Regions from separate parts of the Mus musculus genome. Here region 2 is linked to region 1. A link is a contact called in public HiChIP or PLAC-seq data. All regions are on one chromosome and are shown on one strand. The core of a region is the stretch at or near the end of the contact, and the rest is flanking DNA. Distances in the headings are between cores, read along the strand shown.

The links. HiChIP or PLAC-seq counts read pairs in DNA pulled down with a chosen protein or histone mark.
Region 2: a contact with region 1 is called in an H3K4me3 HiChIP or PLAC-seq map of fetal liver, with 2.4 times the contacts expected there. The contact joins two enhancer-like sites. A contact is called at or near these places in 16 of 39 promoter capture datasets (the 3T3-L1 cell line, 3T3-L1-derived adipocytes, the HPC-7 cell line and 10 more), 10 of 15 datasets of contacts at CTCF or cohesin (CD8 T cells, the G1E-ER4 cell line, embryonic stem cells and 5 more), 199 of 484 Hi-C or Micro-C datasets (the 3T3-L1 cell line, 3T3-L1-derived adipocytes, the AML12 cell line and 104 more), 24 of 115 datasets of contacts at active chromatin or transcription factors (CD4 single positive thymocytes, the HPC-7 cell line, PVALB interneurons and 13 more) and 4 of 9 other capture datasets (adipose tissue, embryonic stem cells, liver and 1 more).

Annotation. Positions count from the first base shown.
Region 1 is chr7:99,515,570-99,521,278 of GRCm38.p6, forward strand. Gm40450 (a long non-coding RNA gene) reads left to right here. Exons shown (of 3, transcript XR_869823.2): 2 at 233-332; 3 at 1,031-1,584. It overlaps Gm34172 (a long non-coding RNA gene), which reads right to left. Exons shown (of 3, transcript XR_869822.2): 2 at 1,519-1,735; 3 at 960-1,158. Among named protein-coding and RNA genes, the nearest start is that of Gm40450, 6.2 kb to the left of the region's middle. Within about 2 kb of position 1,417, at least 14 of the 459 cell types and tissues checked have an H3K27ac peak or open chromatin away from gene starts, as enhancers often do. A contact at or near this core is called in erythroblasts and fetal liver, where this site is marked.
Region 2 is chr7:99,588,372-99,594,351 of GRCm38.p6, forward strand. It overlaps Arrb1 (arrestin, beta 1), which reads left to right. Exons shown (of 16, transcript NM_177231.2): 6 at 524-583; 7 at 1,280-1,347; 8 at 2,892-3,027; 9 at 4,133-4,217; 10 at 4,619-4,691. Among named protein-coding and RNA genes, the nearest start is that of Tpbgl, 36 kb to the right of the region's middle. Within about 2 kb of position 4,475, at least 10 of the 459 cell types and tissues checked have an H3K27ac peak or open chromatin away from gene starts, as enhancers often do. A contact at or near this core is called in erythroblasts and fetal liver, where this site is marked.

The DNA of each region.
Region 1 (5,709 bases), core at 167-2,666:
AGAAAGAAAGAAAGAGAAGGAAAGAAGCAGGCCAGGACTGAAGAGAGGTAACTAACTAAGTGGTAGACATAGAATAGTTTAAATGGTTAAATAAGGTAAGAGAAGAACTAGTCAGGGAATGAGACAAAGCTTATGGCCTAGGGATTTCATACTAAATAACTAGTCTCAGAGACGTCATTCCGGGAGCTGGGGCAAAAAAAAAAAAAAAAAATTCTAAAAATTATTTTAACAGCAGTACCTGGTGGCACAAGTCTGTTATTCCAGACACCCAAGAGGCTCAGTGGAGAAGATCAGAAGTTCAAGGCCTACAGGGTTTACCCAACAAGCTCAAGGTCAGTCTCAAAGACTTTCTGAGACCCTGCTTTAAAATAAAAACATGAAAAGAGGTGGGGTTTGTAGCTTAGTTGGTAGGATATGCAACATGCAGGAGGCCCTAGGTTTGACCATCAGAAACACAGACAACGTAATTAAGCATGGTGGCACAGATCTGTAATCTCAGTACTCAGAAGATGGAGAGAGAGGTTAAAGATTCTCCTCAACTGCATAGCAAGCTGGTGGGCAGCCTGGGCTATGTATGGGACACTGTGTCCCAGTCAGTCAATCAAGCGTTAGGAGTGTAGCAGAGTGCCTGCCTAGTGCTGGGTCTGAGGAGCAAGGCAGTTTTTTTCCAGGTAGCTAGATAGGAAGGCGCCATGGAGCAGAGCCAGCTTCCAAGGGAGCTCTCTTCAGGCAGAAGCCAGCAGCTTATCTCAGAGAGGGGACATCTATAGCGTGGCAAGCCTGGCTTCTGCACACTCTGCACAGAGAGTGAATACAGAGGTGGGACCCAAAGCTGGAGATTTAACTCAGAACTGGGCATTTTAGATTTTTAATATTTATTATTATTAAAGTTTTCAAAAATTAGTTACTCATTTTAAAAAATTTTTACTTGTGGGCGTTTTGCCTGAATGTATAGCTGTGATCTTAACCACTGAGCCATCTTTCCAGCCCCGTTATTTACCTTTTTTAACCGTACGTGTGTGTGTTTCAGTGTGTAGGTATATGCACTTGAGTGCAGGCAGGCATCTGAGGAAGCCAGATCGTGAGATACCCCGGAGCTGGAGTAACAAGCAGCTGTAAGTCAACCAACCAAGGCTCTGGACTCCAAACTTGGGTGCTCTGCAAGAATAATGGGACCTGTTAGCCTCTGAGCCCTAACTCCAGCCCCAGAAACTGTGACTTTTAAAAAGGCTCTGACTCACCAAGATGATTACCAGCCTTGCTCTGCAGGCTGTTGACCGCCAGCCTTTGCTTTCCTACCTCCCAGGCCCACCCCCACCCCTGGAAAATTTTCTTGCCTTGTTTATCTTTTCCTGAGCTTGCCTCTCCTACCTTATCTCCCACCCAACCAAAGTCCCTCACACCCATTCAGTTCAGCCAACCAGCAGCCTCTCAACTCGATCCCTAATTTACGTACAGGCCAGAGGCAACCAGACTCTGTGCTAGGCTTAAAAAGGCACAGTCTGGCCTGTGACTCACCTTTGAGTCCACTTGCAGGTTGTAGGGAGCTGCTTCCCACCATCATTAAAACTTGGTTCTACCTCACTTTCCTGTCCTTCCTGGACCTTCTTCAAGATGCTTCAAGATGATGAGAAAATAAACCAATGTGCAATGGGCTCAGAGTCAGGAGTTCCAGGGATGCTGGTTTTCTATGCCAAGGCCACGTGAGAAATGGGTGCTGTCACTTCAAAGAACCCTGCAGCAAGAGGATGCTTGAGCACCTAGGTTTACTCCCCAGCGACATATATACACATAACACCACACACACACACATACACACACACCATACCATACCACACCACACACACACACACACACACCATACCACACCACACATACCACACACACACCATACCACACCACACACACACACACACACACACACACACACACACACACACACACACACCATACCACACCACACATACCACACATTGGGCGTTATAGGTAGCACATATCTTTAACCCCAGCTCTTTAGAGGCAGAGGTGGGCATATATCTTTGAGTTCAAGGCCAGCTTAGTCTACATGGAGAGTTTCAAGCTAGCCAAGGCCACAGTGAGAACCGGTTTCAAGAAAACAAACAAAACCCCAAGAAACATATTGAAGGAGCAAGCAGTCACTCTGTGCCAGGCCTTCTGCGGTCAGTTAGGTTAGAGGCTTGCCCATGCCAGCCCCTCAGGAAGTGAGTATTCAGAGGGCTTTCCTTAAGGACACTGGAGGCCTGGGGAGGGGTCAATGTACTCAACTTAGAGTCCTGGGTTTGGTTCTTAACCAGCCATATTTAAGAATCTACCTGCTATCCCCACTCTTATTTTCAAAAATGAGTTAGTTAAGATTTAAAGCAGGGCTGGAGAGCTGCCTCAGAGGTTAAGAGTACTGGCTGCTCTTGTAACGATTGTTCATAACCATTTGTAACTCTAGTTCCAGGGGATTCAAGAGCCCTATTCTGACCTCCCAGGGCACCAGGCACGCATGTAACACACACACACACACACACACACACACACACACACACACACACACGACAGCAGGCATGCATTTAACACACACACTCACGCACGCACGTACGTACGCACGCACTCACGCATACATGCATACAGGCAGGCAGAACACTTATACACAAAACATTAAATAAATAAACTTTTTTTTTGAGGGGGAGTGCAGTGGTTTCAAGACAGGGTTTGTCTGTGTAGCTCTGGCTATCCTGGAACTCAGTCTGTAAAGTAGGCTGTCCTGGAACTCACAGAGATCCACCTGCCTTTGCCTCTCAAGTGCTTGGATTAAAGGTGTGTGCTACTATATCCAGTTTAAAATAAAATAAAAAAAAATCTTTAAAATGTTAAGCCAGGTGTGGCAGCTCACACCTTTAGTTCCAGTACTTGAGAAGCAGAAGCAAGAGGATCTCTGTGAGTCTGAGGCCAGCCTGGTCTACAGAGTGAATTTCAGGACAGCTGAGTTACATAGGGAGAGCCTGTCTTGAAAAAAGAAAACAAGGAGCTGGAGAGATGACCCAGAGGTTAAGAGCATTGGTTGCTCTTCCAGAGGACCTGGGTCCAATTCCCAGCACCCACAAGGCAGCTCACAACTGTCTGTAACTCAAGTTCCAGTGGATCTGACGCCCTCACACAGACACACATACAAGCAAAACATCAGGCACATAAATTTTTTAGAAAAGAAAAAAGGGGAGTGGGTGGGTAGAGGAGTGGGGGGTGGGTATGGGGGACTTTTGGGATAGCATTGGGAAATGTAAATGAGGAAAATACCTAATTTAAAAAAAAAGAAAAACATAATAATAATAATAATTAATAATAATAATAATAAATATTTAAGGAGATTAACCACACTTGGTGTGGCCCAGGCCTGTAATCTGAGGATTTGGGAATAAATGGAATTTAAGGCCTCTAGGCATTGAAGTCGGTCAATCAAGAGGTGACCTAAATAATTTGCTGATTTTCACTTTTCAAAGGGATTGTTCTTGGTTGGTTAACTTTTGGTTTCAGGTTTCTGGGTGTGGCTGTTGACATTTGTCTGAGTCAACTGCATAACTGCAGGGAACTTGGCCCTCCGGATAGCAGGCATTTCTGTCTGGCTTCCCAGGAACACTCCAGTCAGCACCAGGGTGTCCCTTGACTTTCTACATTCCTTGGCAGTTGGAAGGAAGAAGAGGAGGTTAACACAGAGATCTGAGCAGACCCGGGTTCAAATTCTGACCCAACAACTAAGTTGCAGTGAAGTCTTAGGCAACTCACACCAAAACTTCCTTCATCTTCTGCTCCTGCCTGCCCTCCCCTCAGTCTGCTCCCCTAATAAAAAAGAGAAAAGAATAAAGTCCAGAACCCATGACTCAGGTTTGATGAGGAGGCCAGAGAGTCTCCAGCAGCCTCTGTGGGCTCAAGGCCAGCTACCTCCTACATCTCCAGGGCCAAGGGGTTCTATGGCAAAGCCTGAACTCCGTGGCTATGTGCTTGTTTTCTGAGGGTCTTTTGTGGCTACAGCTCCAAATAGCTTTTCAATCCTAATATAAACTTCCTGGACTTTAGAGAGGCCCAGATATAAATTATAGCACAGTTTAAGTGCCTTTAATCTGGCTCGGCACTCTTGTATCCATACTGTGGGTAACCAGGATCTTAGTAAACTTAGATAAACAGAGTAGCAAGGAAGGTTTCTGGATGCTGGACACATGCCCCATGTTTGTGCTCCAGGTGGGGATCCTGAACTACATTGATTGGACCACCAAGCAATGGGCCTTTAGGAACTAAGTAAACTAGAGATGCTGTTGACTCTAAAGAAACTGAGGGTTTGAGAACAGCCAAAATGGCCTCCTCAACTTGAAGACTGTGCAACTGTTGCTTCAGGAAGAAGCCACAGCTGAGGCAAGGGTCTGGCCTTTAACAGGAGCAAACCTACCACATCTGCAGTTTGGTAGCAACTAGAGCGGTAGAAAAGGAAATGTAGTTCCCAGTTCCTAACCTGGAGATGTCTACATAGAGTCTATGCAGCCAGGAACTCAGGCCAGTCCACAGACCTCATTAGATCTGAATTGCTGCCATAAAGAAAAGAAATATGTGAATGTGCACACACACACACACACACACACACACACACACACTGCACAACACAAATATTCTCACATGTATACACCCAAGTGATCTTTATAATAACTATTGAAACTGAGTGATAGGCAAGTGGATGCTTGGTTTTGCTCCCCCCCTTCCTTTTTAACTTCTGCATATATTTACATTTTTATATGAAAGTAAAATAATGTCAAACAAAAGAGAAAAAGGAGTTTTCAGATGTTTGTATCAAATGCTTCATTTTCTACACATGCCATCAATTTTTCAAAGAAGCCATATGATCATATTTTAATAACAAGCTTGCAGTCCAGTTTTACGTTACTTTGTTTCAGAAAGGTTCTTGTTGTATGGCCCTGGACAGCCTCAGATTCACTGTATAGCTCATGCTGGCTTGAAACGCAGGATCTTCCTGCCTTTGCATCCTGATGCTGGGATTACAGGTATGAGCCAACATGCCCCATTAACTTTTATGTTTTTCCTGGAGTTTCTTGGCACCTTTTCCATTCCTTTTTGAGAAAAGGAGTGGGTGTTTCTTTACCCTAAGAGGAAGAGCTTCTGGCTTCTTACACTATTTTCTAACTAAAATACATTTTTTGTCTTAAAGAGGTAGTTATGGGAGCTTTCTGTTTCCTTATTCTTATTTAAATCAAATGCAGCTCCTACTATAGGGTTTCTTTCACCTTGTGTCAGTGTTAGTTACATTGTTCTTTGGTAACTGTGTATCTTAGATCTGAATCCACAGGGGCAATGTCTGCAACAGTGTATCAGTTTGTTTTCTGTTGCTGTATCAAAACGCCTGAAGCTGGATACTTTATAAAGAAGTTTATTTAGTTCAGAATTCTGGAGCTTCAAGGGCATGGTGCTGTTTGCAAACTTAGTTCTGCTGAGGACTTTGCAGCAGATAGTGTCACAATGATAGGAATGTGTGAGAGAGCAACCACCTGTAAAACAGAAAGCCAAGGATTAACTCAGGGCTCTGGCTCTGGCTTTACATGTAACAACTCACTCTTTGGAAATCTTGGTAATTTAAGGTTCTATAAGAAATTCTTCAACTTTTCTGAGGGTGATGATCCAACTACTCCCACTAAACCTGAT
Region 2 (5,980 bases), core at 3,225-5,724, 76 kb after region 1:
GTTACTCCTCTGGCCCTCCTGCATTTAAGTTACTAGAAAAAGGAAGGGCCAGGGATGGTTGCAGCGAAGGAAAGACTCCTGCCTGGCCCTGGATCCCTGTGTACGTCCCTTCAGACAGGCTGCTTATATGCCCCGCTCATCCACTGTCATGCCTCCTTACCATTTCAAGACCCCATGCTTCTGGAGTCCACATCTTCCTGTTTCTGAGGCTCCATGACCGCAGGACAAGGCTGAGTAGAGAACCTAGGTGAAGAGCATTTGAATTCTCATCTTCCATAGCCTGCCCTGATTTTCTGTGGGGCATAGTGTGATATGGCTTGGCCAGGAGAGAACCAGTCTCTTTCAGGGGCTCCTTGTCTGATGGAAAAGATATAGCTTGTTTTCAGAGGACTTGGTCTGATGGAGGAGAGATGGTCTGTCCTCACGGGGTCTGGTCTGATGGGTGTATAGTAGCGACAGAGGTGTGTCGGGAGAGACAAAGCAGAGGTGAAAGGTTAGCTCATGTTATTTGTCTCCTGAACAGATCCCGCCAAACCTTCCATGCTCAGTCACTCTGCAGCCTGGGCCTGAGGACACAGGAAAGGTAGGTCACTCCAAGAAGGCCATCTCGGGTCCAGACTCTCATGTCCCCAGAATCCTGGTTTTCCCCCCCATGGGGTGGTGGACAGTTCAAACTCCCTTTCCTGTGGAAGCTGCCTGGCTGATGTTCCTTGGATAAGCAATCATTCACAGGCTCCCTCAAGTCACTTTTTCTGGCTCTGGTGTTGACTGCACAAGACCAGCAAATTCTGAGCACCTACACATGGCCTCACACAGGCCCTGGTAACTTTGAATTTTACAGAGGGCATAGCTGAAGCTTAGAAAGGGGTGGAAGGAGCAGGTCCCAGCCCCCAGACTCCACTCTCTCATCTGCAAAGCAGAGGCAATGAGCATACGCCTTCACGTTGTTAGAGAGTTAGGGGGGTTCTGTGACACTCAGCACAGGGTCGTCATGTTGCTGGTGGCTGTCTTGAGAACAACCACCCAGACTGAAGCTGGAGTCTCAAATGGGATTGGGGTTGGCTGGTGGGCTCACAGGAGCCCTCCAGTGGAAGGAGCTGGGCCAGGGGCAGCGTGGAGACAAAGTGAACATTGGGTACCAGGGTTTCAGATTCATGACAAGGAGTCCTCAGGTGGGAGAAGCTTGTGTTTTCACCCAGAATTCTAATTTGTAAGGTGGGAGGGTGGTTGGGGACCTTGCCTCCCCAATGCCATGGGGTCAGCATGTCCTTCTCCACAGGCCTGTGGTGTGGATTATGAAGTCAAAGCCTTCTGTGCTGAGAACCTGGAGGAGAAGATCCACAAAAGGTAGGCAGGATACTGGTGGGAGAAGGGAGGAAGGACAATGAGGGGAGTCGAAGGAGTCGCAGTGAGGAGAGGCTTTGCTGTGAGAAGGGTCTAGAAGTCTGTCAGGTGATGGCGAGCTTCCTGGAGGAGGTGAGCCAGGCTTCTCTCACATCCCTACCTCTCTCTGCCTTACCCCTGCAGCCTGTTGATATTAGAAAGACCCCCAACTTCAGTTAACTTTCAACAGTGGGTAGTTGGGAGGCCCTCAGCAGGAGTGAAGCCTGTGTTTGTGGACAGATCTGAACAGGGGACAGAAGTGGAGGAAGGTGAACATAGAGGGGACTCAGTGTGGCTCAGAGTGTGCTCAGCATGGCTCAGAGAGCCAACATTTTCCCATAGTGCTTGGCAGACAGGGGGGACAAAGCTTCTGGTCCTGACTTCTCATGGCTGCCCTTCCTGGGGGTCCTGGGATTCAGACCTCCTGCCTCCTGGCCTTCACCTGGCTATGATGCCCTTGCATCCTAAGTCAGCCGCTGAGGGGTGCTCACCAGCTCTTTAGGGATGACTTTGCCACCTGGTGGCGACTAGGAGTATCACAAGCATTTTCATCTGTTGTGTGGTTGTTCTTGTATGGGGGAGACAAGAAAGACTCTTCTCTCTTGTGTCTGTCCCCTTAAGATCTGTGACAAAGGAGACCTAATGGCGTTATGGGATATGAGAGGGATTTTGAGCAGAATAATGAACAGCAGGAAACACTGAGAGTCACCACCCTCACCCTCTCCCAATGGGGCATCTTAAGTCTACTCCCAAGATTCACTAGTCATAATGATACAATAGCTGTCAGTTCTCAAAGGCTTAGTTAGTTCCGGTCATGTTCACAGTAATGGACAGATGTGGTTTAACCTTCCCCGGGGTCCTGAGGGCTAAGTGCTGTTGTCATTGTTTCACAAATGAGAAAACTGATGCACAGGGAGGTAATTTCCCCAGGTCATACTCACCAGCTCAGTCCGTCTTTGCTTCTACCCTAAGCCTTGTGACCTCCACTGAACCCCTCTCACTTGTGAGTCTCACTGAGTCACCTCTTCACTCTCCTGCACCTCTTGGCTGAATCAACATCCCATAATGACCCCCCCACCTCCACCTCCCACAAGGGCCTGTCAGTTCTGCATGCTTCCACATAGCAGATAAGGCTGCCAGGCAGCAGGTACTGGCCCGTGTGCTGAGACCGTGGTAGTGAACCAGCTGGGCAAGAAGTTCCCATCCTCCAGCGGCTTACACTATTAGGAGACACGGGGAACACAAAGTAAAAAATAGGCCCTTTCTTACCATCATGCTGGGGACTGGGACACGCAGACCCAAATGAAGTGCTGTTGTCGGGTGGCTCAGGGACAGAATTGAGGAGGCTGGGGCTGAGTCACATGGTGACAAACCCTCCTGCTCAACCTCTGTGATCAGTGGGCAATGGGGAGCTACAGTAGACTCTTGAACAGGAGAGGGGTCTAGGTATTACAGAGAAGAGAGTGGAGGCTGGTGACTCTGTCTTTCTCCCCATGCATCTTCCTTAGGAACTCTGTGCGGCTAGTCATCCGGAAGGTTCAGTATGCCCCTGAGAGACCTGGCCCTCAGCCCACGGCTGAGACTACCAGACAGTTCCTTATGTCAGACAAGCCCCTACACCTTGAGGCATCACTGGATAAGGAGGTAAGAGGCCCAGACACCACTGTCCTCAGCTCTACTATCCCTCAGGTCCCAGTGTCTCTGGACTGTCCTTGAGGGTTTGGGGAATCCTGTTGGGGTCCAAAGGACTGGCAGAGGTGGGCATGTGCACCTATGGAACAGGAGCAATGGAAGGGTCCTGGCCATTCCTCCTTACACTCTTATAATTGCCTGTTTCAAACTGGAGGGAGAACCCCAGCTAATCAGCAGGGTGGTGATGGGGAACAGGACTCAGGGTCTCCTTGCTATTACCCTTATCAGTGAGCTAGAAGGTGAAAAGTTCTTGAAGTCAGGTGACTCTGAGCCAGCTGACTGGGGTATGGGTATGTCCCTCCTTCTTGGGGTAGCTAAAGACAAGAGCCTGGACAAGGTGGTCCCTGAGAATTCCGAGCAGGTCCTCCAGTAGCTGGTTAGCCTTTCCTCTCTTTCTCTGAGTCTTCTAGAGTTTAATGTGTCTGTGAACCCAGACCATCAGAGCCCACAGGAACTTGAGACCTTACTCTGTTCAAGCCTGCACATAGGATAAAGGAGAAACAGCATCTCACTTAACCTGTCCAAGGTTATGCAATGGTTGTCACCATCATTGCTATTATTGCTGTCTTAGCTGGTGGTCAGAATGAGACTGGAGCCGAAGATGTCAGCTTCATTTTCCTATGTGTGTATGTGTGAGTGTGCATGGGTGGGTGGGTGTGTGTGTACATCTGGAGGACAGCCTTGGAGGTATTATTCTCAGGAGTGCCATCCCCCTCCTTTGAGGCAGTCTCTCATTGGCCTGGAGCTTACTAACTCGGCTAGACTCTGTGGGCACCGAGCCTCAGGGATCCTCTTGTCTCTGCCTCCCTAGTGCTGGGATTACAAGATCAAACTCAGGTCCTCGTGTTTGCAACACAAGTACTTGACTGGCAGAGCAGTCCCCCGAGTTCAGGAATGTCATCTTCTAATACAGATATCTTTGAAAGGTCCCACAGTGGTACTGAAGGTCCATATGCTTGGTAGTTTTGTGACACTTTTATCTCAGTGGGAAGTGGCTGGTGAGCTGGGGGCAGAGTTCAGTGTCCCTGTCCATGCTCTCCTGTCATCTGCCTCACAGATCTATTACCACGGAGAACCCATCAGCGTTAATGTCCACGTCACCAACAACACCAACAAGACTGTGAAGAAGATCAAGATCTCGGGTAGCTGGGGATCCTACCGAGGGTTGGGATAGCTGCAGGTGTGGCCTTTGTTAAAAGCCTGAGATGATACCATTAGTAGCTTTGGAAGCTTGGGTCTGCTGTCAGCCTACAGTGGCTTCAAAGCTGTAGGCACTTGGGGCAGTGGGTTTACCGCTTTGCATGCCCCTTCATAGGCTTTCTGGGCCCTGGACAAGCTGTTCTGGGAGGAAAGATTTGGTCATGGAAGGGACTGGGTTTTGATGGGGTTTTCTGTGTGGGTGGAGTCTGGGGTGGTGGCCTCTGATAAATGCTGGTCGTTGTCTCAATCTAAGCAAGCACACCTACTACAGGGAACTTGAGGGCTATCTTGAGAGGTACCCCCTGACTCATGTACCCACCTCCCCTGCTCCCTCTTTCCCCAGTGCGCCAGTATGCAGACATCTGTCTCTTCAACACAGCTCAGTACAAGTGCCCAGTGGCCATGGAGGAGGCTGAGTAAGTGTGTCTGAAGCCGACTTTGGACAGGTGGGACTAGACAGGACAAAGGGGAGCTCTGAGTCCAGGCCCAGGCATCTCTTCTCAACCTGCAGAGAGATGTCCTGGGGTAGGACTCATGTGGCATGTGCCTTTATGTGCTGAGTAGCCTCACTGGCTTCTGTTTCGGTCTTTGAGTCCAGGTCTCACTTTGAGACCAGGCTGGCCTGAAACTCAGAGCCTGAGCTTACTTGGAATCAGGGCAATCCTTCTACTTTAGCCTTCCAAGCGCTGACGTTATAGGTGTGAGCAACTGCACCTGCCACTTTGACATGGTTTCTAATATTCTAGAGATGGAGCTGTTATTACTAAACCAAATATTCTTGCATTATTGGATATTCTCAAATTCACTGTTGATTAAGAATAAAACCTACAGCCATGAGACATAGACTTCTGGTGAGTGTTGGGGGGTACGTTGAATGACCCAGAGCCAGGAGAGCATTTAACCCCAAGTGGAACATAGTCATAGCCATAGTCTGTCACATATTTGCATCTGCAGTCTGGAGAAAGGGTAGCTGCCTGGGCTTCCAGTAAGCATTCCTGTGGGGTTGGGCTTGGGGTTGAGATGTGGCCGGCTCTGCTCCCTTCAAGAGGCAAATTTAGGTCTTATTCCAGGACTGTCCCAGTGTCAGGTGCACGCATCTGCCTCATCTTTGAGAAGGGAGATGGGGGATAAAATAGCACCAGCCAAAGGGAACAACAGAGGTTCCTGTGCATGACTGATAGATACACATTGCAGCAAGTAAAGTTTCAATGGTAGAACCTAGGTGGGGGCTTCCAGGCATTTACTCATGGTTTGTATGCCCACTTTTGAACATAAACGTGGGCTGGAGAGATGGCTGAGCAGTTAGGAGCACGTGCTGTTCTTCCTCCAAAGGACCAGGGTTCATTTTCCAGTACCCACACCAGGCTGCTCACAGCAGCTTGTAAGTCTAGTTCTAGGGGATATGATGCGCTCTTCTGGCCAATGAGGGCACTTGCATGTGAGTGGTGCACAGACAGTCATGGAGGCACACACACACACACACACACACACACACAAATTAAAAACTTAATCATTAAATAAAAACTAAAAATAAATGTGTGGGCTAGAGAGATGGCTCAGTGGTTAAGAACACCGACTGCTCTTCCAGAGGTCCTGATTTCAGTTCCCAGCAACCACATGGTGACTCATGACCATGGAATGGGATCCAATGCCCTTTTCTTGTATGTCTGAAGATAGGGACAGTGTACTCATATACATAAAATAA